Regions from separate parts of the Macaca mulatta genome. Here region 2 is linked to region 1. Evidence: chromatin contacts called from public Hi-C data. All regions are on one chromosome and are shown on one strand. Each heading gives the region's core, a stretch centred on a gene start, on an enhancer-like site or on the middle of the called end of the contact. The rest is flanking DNA. Distances are from core to core; before and after follow the strand shown. Region 1 has its middle 130 kb from the start of EML6. Region 2 has its middle 8.3 kb from the start of ACYP2.

Region 1 (5,582 bases), core at 2,954-5,453:
GTTGGATTATTCCTTTGACTCTGCATAGTACAGCCATCATTCAACCACCTCCCTGATGATGGCAGGTCCTAGTGAAACTATTTTTTGCTGAAGACCTAAAGTCATATGTAGGGTCTTCTCTAAACATATCCCCCTTCTTCACCTCAACCTTTAAAAATGTATACATACATTTGACTTTTCCAAATTGGAGCATTTTTGTGAGAATTTTCATGAGTCTTTCAACTTATCTTCTGTCCTTAGTACTGTTTGTTGAATCTTTTTCCCCCTTATTATCTAGGAAACTTCAGGAATTCTGAGACCTTGCTTTACTCAGCTATTACTTTCTCATCGTTTTATAATAAATGGATCTATGTCTTGGGTTGGGAGGTGTGGGAGTAGCGGTTTATAACACTAGTTCTGTAGTTGGACAGACCTAAATTTGATTCTGGTTCTGCCACTTATTGAATAATCTTGGTTAAATTACTTATTCTCTGGGTCTCAGTTTCCTCACATTAAAATGAAGTTATTTACTTATAGGGTTGTTGTAAGGATTAAAAGAGGTAAGGGATGTAAAGTGCCATTTATTTTTTTTCCCATAGTTTAAGAATCCTCTATTTTTAGTTAGGTACATGGTTGCCCAGAATAAAAACTAGTTCCTAAATCTCCTTGCAGCTAGGTATGCCTATATAACTAAGTTCAGACCAACAGGATATAAACAGAAAAGACTTGGGGTAGCTTTTTCTTTTTTTATTTTGAGATCTCACTCTGTTGCCCAGGCTAGAGTCTACTGCCGTGATAACAGCTCACTGCAGCCTCAATCTCCTGGGCTTAAGCAATCCCTCCCACCTCAGCCTCCTGAGTAGCTGGGCCCACAGGCCTGTGCCACTACACTCAGCTGTTTTTGTAGTTTTTGTAGAAAAGAGGTGTCACCAAACCCCAGACTGGTCTAGTACTCCTGGGCTCAAGCAGTCCTCTTGCCTTGGCCTCCCAAAGTGTTGGGATTACAGGTGTGAGGCACTGTGCCCGACCTAGGGTAGCTTTTGAGCATCTTCCTTTTAAAGGCAGCCAGGATGTGCCCCATGACCCTTCTCTTCTTTGAAATGTACTTGAAATGTATGTTTGATGGCTAGTACTACATCTTGGACCATGAGGTCTAGGGACAGCAGAGCAGAGTGCTGGCATGCTGCCAGTAGCCTGAGTACTCAAGGATTCCTTTAAGCAGAGCCATCATTCTAGGCCTGTACTACCTCCAGGTTTTTGTCAGAAATAAAATTCTATCAAGTTTAAATCATGGCTATTTTGGGTTTCATTTACAGGTGAACCTACTCTACCATCTAAACAAATTTTTTCATCATTCTTAGCATTTAAGAGCAGCATCTGGAGTCAGACTGCCTGAGTTCAAATCCAGGCTTTGTCACTATTTTGTGCATTCCTGGGCAAGTTACTTAAACTTTCCTTACCTTCATTTCTTCATCTGTAAAACGAGGAAATAACAGTAACTACTTCATAGGATTATTACTAGGATGAAGATTAAATTATTTAATACACGTAAAGCACCATTTATAGTGCCTGGAACACAGTAACTGCTATTCATTACAACATAATGTTATTATATTATGAGTTTTGCTCATGTTTTTTAAGACTGCTTATTTCCAAAGGATATTATTACCAGCCTTATTTGATACTTTCAAGTAGAGGTTACTATCTACTGCCATATAGTAATAATTAACATTTATCTAATGCTTTACAAATTAACTTTTCACATATGTATTGTTTCATTCTTACAATTATCCTGTGGGGTAAGTATTGCTATACTTTATTAAATGAGGAGAGTAAAGATCAGAGGATTTAGTGATTTGCCTAAGGTTACAATTGTAAGTGGCAGACTCAGACTTATTCCTCCAACTCATTTAACAGGCTGGTACAGCATGGGGGTCACTAGCAATACTAAAGATAATTTAGGAAATGAACATGTTCCATCCATTCCATTTAAGAGACCCCTTTTCAATACATTTGTACATTTTCTCTGGAAAGCGTCTCTTCCTTTCTAGACCACTGCCCCTATCTCTAACGTAGCCTCAAGCACTACCCCAGACTTCTAATACCTCGTGCTTTGATTACTGCTTTCATTGTTATTTCCTTATTTTTATTCAAAAAAATCAATGACTCCATTATTTTAAGGATACAGTGCAAACCCCTATGCTCAGCTCCAACTACAATATAACCTTTCATGTGTCCTCTTGATCTTATATGAATTCTCCCTTGAACCGAACTGGGTATTCTCTTTAGTGTTCTCTAAATCCACTTTTCTGCATCTACACTTTTGTTTATTCCCTAAACCCATGTGGAATGCTCTTTCAATTTATCTTTACTTATCTCAATTCTATCTATATTTCCTGGTTCCTCCATGAAACTTTTCCTGATGTATTTTATCTGGAAAAACTCTTCCTCTTCTGAATTCTTATATAGAACTTACTGGCCAGGCACAGTGGCTCATTCCAGCACTTTGGGAAGCCAAGGCGGGCAGATCACCTGAGATCAGCAGTTGGAGACTAGCCTGGCCAATAGGGCGAAACCCTGTCTCTACTAAAAACACAAAAATTAGCTGGGCGTGGTGGTGCGTATCTGTAATCCCAGCTACACGGGAGGCTGAGGCAGGAGAATCGTTTGAACTTGGGAGGTGGAGGTTGCAGTGAGCCAAGATCTTGATATTCCAGCCTGGGCAACAGCCTGTTTTGTCTCAAAACAAAACAAAAAGAACAACAATAAAAACTGTCTTTAATTCATTTGGCACTGTTTTATGGCACGACATCATTGATCAACTATATTTTTGCTTGTATCTCAAACCTTTCTCAGACCGTGTTTTTGTTTTTGGTAGTGTTCTTGTTGCCTAGCACAGTGCCATCTCACTTATTTGTTGATCTGTTTCCTTAAAAACAAAGATGAGAGCAATTCAAATCCTCTTCATCACTGCAGGCGGCAACAAATCATCCAAACTCTGGCGCTTCCAGTTCTTTCGAGCTTTCTTACTAGGTCAGAGGGCTGTCTTAAAATTTGAGGGAGATGAATGGAGTAAGCGATTACACTGAAAGCCTGGGAAGGAAAGGACGTTCCAAACGTCCAACCCATCATCTTTTTGCAGCCTCTTAGTCACTGGGATTTTGAAATCTCTTTCCAAAGGCTAGCTATGGCCCTAAATTAGAAATAGGCTACCTGAGAACACAGTGGATTCATAGTTCACCTCGGGCAGTTTTAGGAGAAATGCCACCAGCTTCTGCGTTTGAAGGCCAAGGTTACTTGTTCATGGTGTGAGCACCTTCCTGCTTCCAAACTCTGGTTATCTGTAAATACCTAAGTCCTCTAATTTAGGACGCAGGTCATGGGAAGGCGCCGGTTCTTAGGGCACAAGTGAGCTCACATTCCCAGCATTTTTCTTAAACTTGGCAGAACTGCACTCTAACAAATTAAAATCCATGTGAATGAAAAGGAAAACTGATGTAGGAAACAAACTTAAGCTTGAGTCAGTTACAGCATGGTGAGGATGTCGGTTACAGCAACCCTCTGGGACCGATGCAGGAGAAATTCTAATGGTGGGCTGTAGAGACCGTCTCTGTTCCAACTCCACCGCTTTTCTCCACAGAGACCCATGCACGCCAGCTCCCGCCTCAGTCACAAGAGAACGCCCGGTCGTCCTTGATGAACCACGATCTCCTCACCCCAAGAGCCGCAGGCTCCGCTGACGCCGGTACCGGTCTCGCCGCGACTCCCTCTGGGCGCGCGGAATCCTGGGATTTGTGGTCCCTTCCGCTCACTGTCTGCCCTAGCCGGCGCGGAGAGGACTACGCTTCCCAGGATGCGTCGGGGAACGAGGCCTCCGGGGCCGGGAGAGGGAGGGGGCGGCTCCAGTCCTCCGGGGCGTCGCTGTTTCCAAGCGCCGCGATCTCGCCTAGTAACCGGCAGCGGAGGTTCACTAGCGCGGCGTTGTGGCCCCGCCCCCGGAGCCCCAGCTGAAGGAAGAACCTGTCTCCCGCGGCGCCCCAGTGACGAAGCCCATCCCCGGGTGCGGGAGGCGGGGAGGGGAGGGCAGGCAGAGGATTTCGCTCGCCCGCGCGGGATCCAGGACGCGCCGGTGGCGTCCGCTGGCAGCAGAGGTTAGAGGCAGAGAGCGCGGGGATGCTCCGCGGACGAGGCTGGCTCGGGAGTGGGAGGAGTGCAGGGCGCCGCCAGGGCGGCAGTGCGCGCGGGCCGAGCAGTCCTGAGGGCGGGCATCCCTCGCACAGCGCGCCGACCCCCGGGACGTGTGTGTCTGTTGGGGGTTGCTGTCCCGCGGGCGACCCCGCTCCACGCTGGGCTTAGGGCAGGACCCGGGATTCCGTAGGACCCGGTGTTTAGCGCAGACGTTTCTGGGGGAGAGGTAAACGATTTTTGCCGCTTGTTATTTAATTTCTCCTGGAACAGGAGCGTTTGTAGGTAGCGCACTCCCTCCGATTGCACTAGTGCCTCGTTTCTTCCGAGTAAGACAGTCTTTCATGATGCTGATTGGAGTTGGTGATCAATGAGAGCTGCTAAGTTCTTTATGGCTTTCTCGGTGAAGAGAAGGTTCACGGAGGATGTGATTATTAAACACACACATGAAAACTAATTGGAGCATCTAAAAAATGACCATTGCATATTCGCCCTCGCTTATTAGGGAAACAGCAAGCGTTCCTTCAAATCGTATCAGCCAGGCAGCAGCATTTACGCATATTTCATATCATTAAGGAGATGGAACTGGAGGGAGAAAGTGGGAGTAGGGGAAAATTTTTAAAAATACCAAACTTGGTTTAGTTTGGGGATAATTTTCTTGGATTGGGTGACTTATGCGAAAAATCTGTTTCTTTCCTCCTCGCTCTCGCATCCTGGATATAGACTGTCAGTTTCGGATCCAAGGACAGCGATGGCAGAACTCACCCGGGTTGCCTGTCAAATCAAGGCTATCGCAGAATAAATCCCGCCGCCTGCCGCGAAGCCCCGGCGCACCGCAAACTTCAGTGAGCGAACTGGGTGATCGCTGTTGGGATATGCAGATCCCTGATGTAAAAGGCGGGGTGGCCCCCCCGAGAGCCTCTCCTGGGGGCCGGAGCCCGCAGGTGCAGTGAGGCGCGCGCGCGGGTGCCGGCGCCCCCAGAGCCGCCTTGCCCGGGGAGAGGGAGCCCGGCGCCCAGCGGGGTCTGGCGGCCGCACACCGGCGGCGGCGGCTTGTCTGCGGCGGCTGCAGCGGATGATGGTGGCGGCCGGCCCGCTGGGCTGTGCCTGTGCGTCGCCTCGGAAATCAGCGCCCAGCGCCGCGCGCTGAGCCCCTGCAGGTCGGCCGCAGCCCCAGCCTCGGCGAGGACGGCTCCGGCGCGCGGGGGGGCGGGGGGCGCGCGGGGTCGGCTTATCATGGCGGATCGGACGGCGCCCCGCTGCCAGCTCCGGCTGGAGTGGGTGTACGGGTACCGGGGTCACCAGTGCCGCAACAACCTGTACTACACGGCCGGCAAGGAGGTGGTCTACTTTGTGGCTGGGGTCGGGGTGGTTTACAACACCCGCGAGCACAGCCAAAAATTCTTCCTGGGACACAA
Region 2 (4,948 bases), core at 864-3,363, 620 kb before region 1:
TACCTAGTGCTCTCTGGAAGACATTTTTGGGGAAATATTCAGATGTTTTCTGAATATTATTTTGTTGAAAACAATTCAGGAAATTTCCCCCCAGGAAAACTTCTGATTTGCAGCATGGGACATAGAAGCTGAGCACTCTTCCCCGGCTTCCCACTGTACTCGGAACAGGAACAAGACTCCACCGTGGCTTCCACAGCCTGGCATGACCTTTCTCCTTGCCTTCACTGAAAGCCATATTTAATGCCACCGTCTCACATTTTATGATGCAGCATCCACACTGGGCTTCTTTCAGTTTCTGCTACTTGGGAAACTGGAACTTTCTACATGCTACTTCCTCTGCGTGGATTAAGCTCTCCCACCTTGCTTCTTGGTTTCTTCTTTTCCATTCTTCAGCGATCACTTCCCCAGAGACCTTCCCAGACAACCTCTCTAAGCCCTAATCTACTCCCATCTCTGAATTTTAAAAATTTATTTATTTATTCATTTTTGAGACAGGGTCTCGTTCTACTGCCCAGGCTGGAGTACAGTGGCATGATCATGGCTTACCTCCCTGGCTCAAGCAATTCTCCCACCTCAGCCTCCCGAGTAGCTGGGACTACAGGTGCAGCCTCCCGAGTAGCTGGGACTACAGCCAAACCACCATATCTGGCTAATTTTTGTATTTTTTGTAGAGAAGCGTTTGCCATGTTGCCCAGACTGGTCTGTAACTCCTGGGCTCAAGCAATCCTCCTGCCTCAGGCCCCCAAAGTGCTGGGATTACAGGCCTAAGTCATTGCGCCTAGCCCCCATTACTAAATTAAACATCACTGTCTCCCCAGCACCTACACATGGCAAACATTAGGTGTTTGATAAACATCTGTTGAATGAGTGAATGAAAGACTGTTGAAGGCTGTGTGACAGAGTGGAAAGAACACTGAATTTTACCACGAAAGGCTGGATTCTAGATGGGATTCAATCCCTTAAAAGTTGTAAGACTATTTCTCTGTCTTTAAAGTATAGTACCTGTCCTACTTGGTTCTGTACCTGTAAATATCAAATGGGAGTTGATATATAAAAGTGTTATAATAATCATAAAACGGCACTGCAAGTATAATTTAATGTACTATTCATGGACTCAAAAGGAAATCACATATAGTCAATCAGCAAAATGTTTTTAAGTGCTGAATTATTGACACTGTACTGCATTCATCATTATTATCAACTTTTTAAAGATAAGATTTTATTTTTAAAATTTTAAAATTATGATTTTATTTGCAGAGATGGGTTGCCCAGGTTGACTTCAAATGATCCTCCCACCTTAGTCTCCCAAAGCACTGAGATTACAGGTGTGAACCACCATTCCCAGACAAATATCAGATTTTATTAATAAGGATGAAAAGTAAATAATTCTAGGTGAAATATTTTCATACTGCAAAAAGCTTCCTATGTCCAGGTAAAAACCATCTTATTTACTTAACAAGAGATCTCTGAGACACACAGTCTTTAAGAAAAGCTAATTTTAAAGGATGTAGTAGATGCATATGCTGGAAACATAAAGTCTCGTATTATAGGATTTCAACCAACATTTACCAGACAAATTTTTGAGACGGAGTCTTACTCTTGTTTCCCAGTCTGGAGGCTGCAATGGCATGATCTCGGCTCACTGCAGCCTCTGCCTCCTGGGTTCAAGTGATTCTCCTGTCTCAGCCTCCCGAGTAGCTGGGATTACAGGCGCCCGCCACCACACCTGGCTAATTTTTGTATATTTTAGTAGAGACGGGGTTTCACTATGTTGGCCAGGCTGGTCTCAAACTCTTGACCTCGTGATCTGCCCGCCTTGGCCTCCCAAAGGGTTAGGATTTCAGGCGTGAGTCACCTTGCCCAGCCAAGTTTTGCTTTTCTTATAACATCCATATCTAATTGTAATTCATGGTCAAGATACTTTCATATTTAAGTCATCTGTTGAGTGAAGGGTCCTAACAGCAACTAAACTGCCTGTCATTTAGGGGTTTAGCATGCACCTAAAAGTATTTTCGAAGTGTGTCACTGAAATGAGAGACATTTAGGTGGCACTAGCTTCCTGAAGACTGAAAGAGTAACCCTACCCACGGGAACTGCCTTGCCTTGGATAGTTGGTAGATGGCAGCAACAGATCAGAAATTATGGTTTGTTAACTAGAGCGCTGAAAGTGTTCTTTTTAAAGTTAGTCTTTCTTTCTTTTTTTTTTTTCCAAAATAAAATGATATAGCTGCAAACCAAGTAGATAGTAAAAATAAATAAGTGTGATGTGACTAGCTTGCAGAATATAGACTACCTAAGCCTTTATTTATTCTATAATCTTTCAACGGCAATTTATTTTTCAACAGCTCTAGGCTTGGTTTCATTGCTATTCTTAACTTGTTTTTTTTTTGTTGTTGTTGTTACAATCTTTATTTCTTCTCTTTGTAAGTATTGAGAATTTTAATGCCCCTCTATTGACAGAAAGGGGTGGCATATTTGAACTTTCATTCTGCCTAACCTTTGTTATATTCCTATTGTGAAGATTTTGCCCCAGACATTGCATTGGTCATAGTTCAGTTACTGAAACAATAATCCATTCCAGACAGTTTAAACAGAAATTGTTTAACACTGGGCATTAAACGGCTTATGAAGTTGTTGGGAGGGCTAATGAAAGAAGCTCTTGGTCACTTACTCTCAATCTGAGCTTCGTATCACAGGCATCTGGGTTGCTTTTCTAGAATATCCATTCGGGAATCCATTGCTGACATAGTGAATCAAAACCTTTAGGAATAAGCTCCCCTGGAAATTCAAATGTTGAGATCAGAGTTGCGATCCACTTTGAGGCTGAAGTTTTAGGATGGACTTTTACTGCAGAACTGGGCCATCGAAGGATCTACTGATTCTGCAGTAAGAAACCATTTGCTTAATTGGGAAGTTGTTGCTATGGCTGCTGGATTCCAAACAATGCATCCCCTGCCACCATCAGAAGCTGCCACGGTCCGGAAACTGCCACATCCAAAAAGCTGCTACTCCGGGACCCACCAAACTTGCTATGATATTAATTAGTAAAACAAATGTCCCGTGCCCTGCCTCTTAGTGCCCCACAAGCCAGTGAACAGTCAGTTAACAATGCCACAGAATAACTAAACTCCCCCGCGACTATGCTTATCACAGAACCAGCAGCAGATGGCCTCTGCCTCACTCATCCCCTCCCTCCCCACCCTCCATATCTACAGTGGTAGTTCTGCTGGTGGAAACTCTATCACATAAGGAATCTTAATTGCAAGAATGTCTAGGGGTTGTAGCTTTAAACTTTCCAGCCCTACGGAAACAGGAAGTCCAGCTAGAAAGAGACTGCAATGGATGTATGTACCAATCCACTGTTTCACCAAGGACATCATGAAGTAGATAAGTTATTTCAAAGACACAAAGGCCGTTGTTGTCACACTATCCCAGACCTGAGGGTAAATCTGAGTCAAGCCTTTTCAGGAGTAAGTGTGTGTGAACTAAGAAGAAATCAGGACAAATCTCTTCCCTGATAGGCTCCTTGCTTCCACAGGAAAAGCAAACCTGTTACCTGCTTAAGTCCACGCCTTGGGGGTATTAGGAAGGGAGGGGTCTGTGGTGTCTACTTTTTGTCTGAGTGGTACCTGGCCCTTTCTCCCCTTCCTTATCTTGGTGCTATAGCTTGGCGTCTGGGCACACTCTGTTCAAAATCTGACTTTGCCATTCGTTGCCTCCTTGATGTGTCCAAGCAGTGGCATCTGTGATTAGTTTCCTCCTTATGTAATCATAACTTTACCTTTTTCTCACTCAGTACCTTCAGATGCATATTTCCTGTTTTCTAAAGGACTCAATGCTAATTATAATGATATTTTCCTTTACTTTTCCTTACTTCTAGATATATTCTTATGCATTTTGTATTATTTCTTCCTCTGGAAATGAAGTATTTCTGTAACACATTCTCTTCATTAATAAAGGTTTTAGTATATTTGATTATCTCCTTGTTCTTCTTTATGTCAGTTAAGATATGCTTTAGTGCTTTGAAAGTAAAGTGTTTGGTCCTGTCTTTGCCTGAACATGACTTCAGAGTTGTCTAGAAATTTAAATTATATGCCCACAATTCACAATTGCAAAAATAAGGAACCAGCCCAAATGCCCATCAATCGAGTAAATAAAGAAAATGTGCATATATATATATGTATATATATGTATACAACATGGTGTATGTGTATGTATAAATATATACACATATACCATGGAATATACACACACACACACACACACACACACACACACACACACACCATGGAATACTACTCAGCCATAAAAAGAAAGGAAATAATGGCATTCACAGCAACCTGGATGGAACTGGAAACTATCGTTCTAAGTGAAGTAACCCAGGAATAGAAAACCAAACATCATATGTTCTCACTCGTAAGTGGAAGCTAAGCTATGAGGATGCAAAGGCATAAAAATGATACAATGGACTTTGGAGACTTGGGGGAAAGGGTGGGAGGGGTTGAGGGATAAAAGACTACATATCGGGTACAGTGTATACTGCTTGGGTGATGGGTGCACCCAAATCTCAGAAATCACCACTGAAGAACTTATTCATGTAACCAAGCATTACATGTTCCCCCAAAACCTATTGAAATAAAACATAAATTGAAAAATAAAAAAAATTGTGTGCCTGTATACTGAAATAGTGAATCTGCTCATGCACCACATTGAGAAATTTATTTTGAAATGTTATTATGAAAGCATATAATAGGATACTAAAATAAACTTTCAGAAAGTAAAATTTTAGTTTTAGAAGTTATTGATTAAACAAAATTATTGTGAATATAGTACAGAGTTCACATATGCCCCATATCCAGTTACCCTATTGTTAATCTTAATATTAATAAACAGTATTTTGTACCATTGTTAATTATAAATGTATATTTGTTGCAATTAATGAACCAAT

The links. A called contact is a pair of places that touch in the nucleus more often than the background predicts.
Region 2: a contact with region 1 is called in a Hi-C map of CD4 T cells, with 4 times the contacts expected there. The contact joins two enhancer-like sites. A contact is called at or near these places in 5 of 14 Hi-C or Micro-C datasets (CD4 T cells, fetal cortex germinal zone, fetal cortical plate and 2 more).

Annotation. Positions count from the first base shown.
Region 1 is chr13:69,927,367-69,932,948 of T2T-MMU8v2.0, reverse strand. No RefSeq gene overlaps it. Among named protein-coding and RNA genes, the nearest start is that of EML6, 130 kb to the right of the region's middle. Within about 2 kb of position 4,203, at least 13 of the 40 cell types and tissues checked have an H3K27ac peak or open chromatin away from gene starts, as enhancers often do. A contact at or near this core is called in CD4 T cells, where this site is marked.
Region 2 is chr13:70,544,441-70,549,388 of T2T-MMU8v2.0, reverse strand. No RefSeq gene overlaps it. Among named protein-coding and RNA genes, the nearest start is that of ACYP2, 8.3 kb to the right of the region's middle. Within about 2 kb of position 2,113, at least 9 of the 40 cell types and tissues checked have an H3K27ac peak or open chromatin away from gene starts, as enhancers often do. A contact at or near this core is called in CD4 T cells, where this site is marked.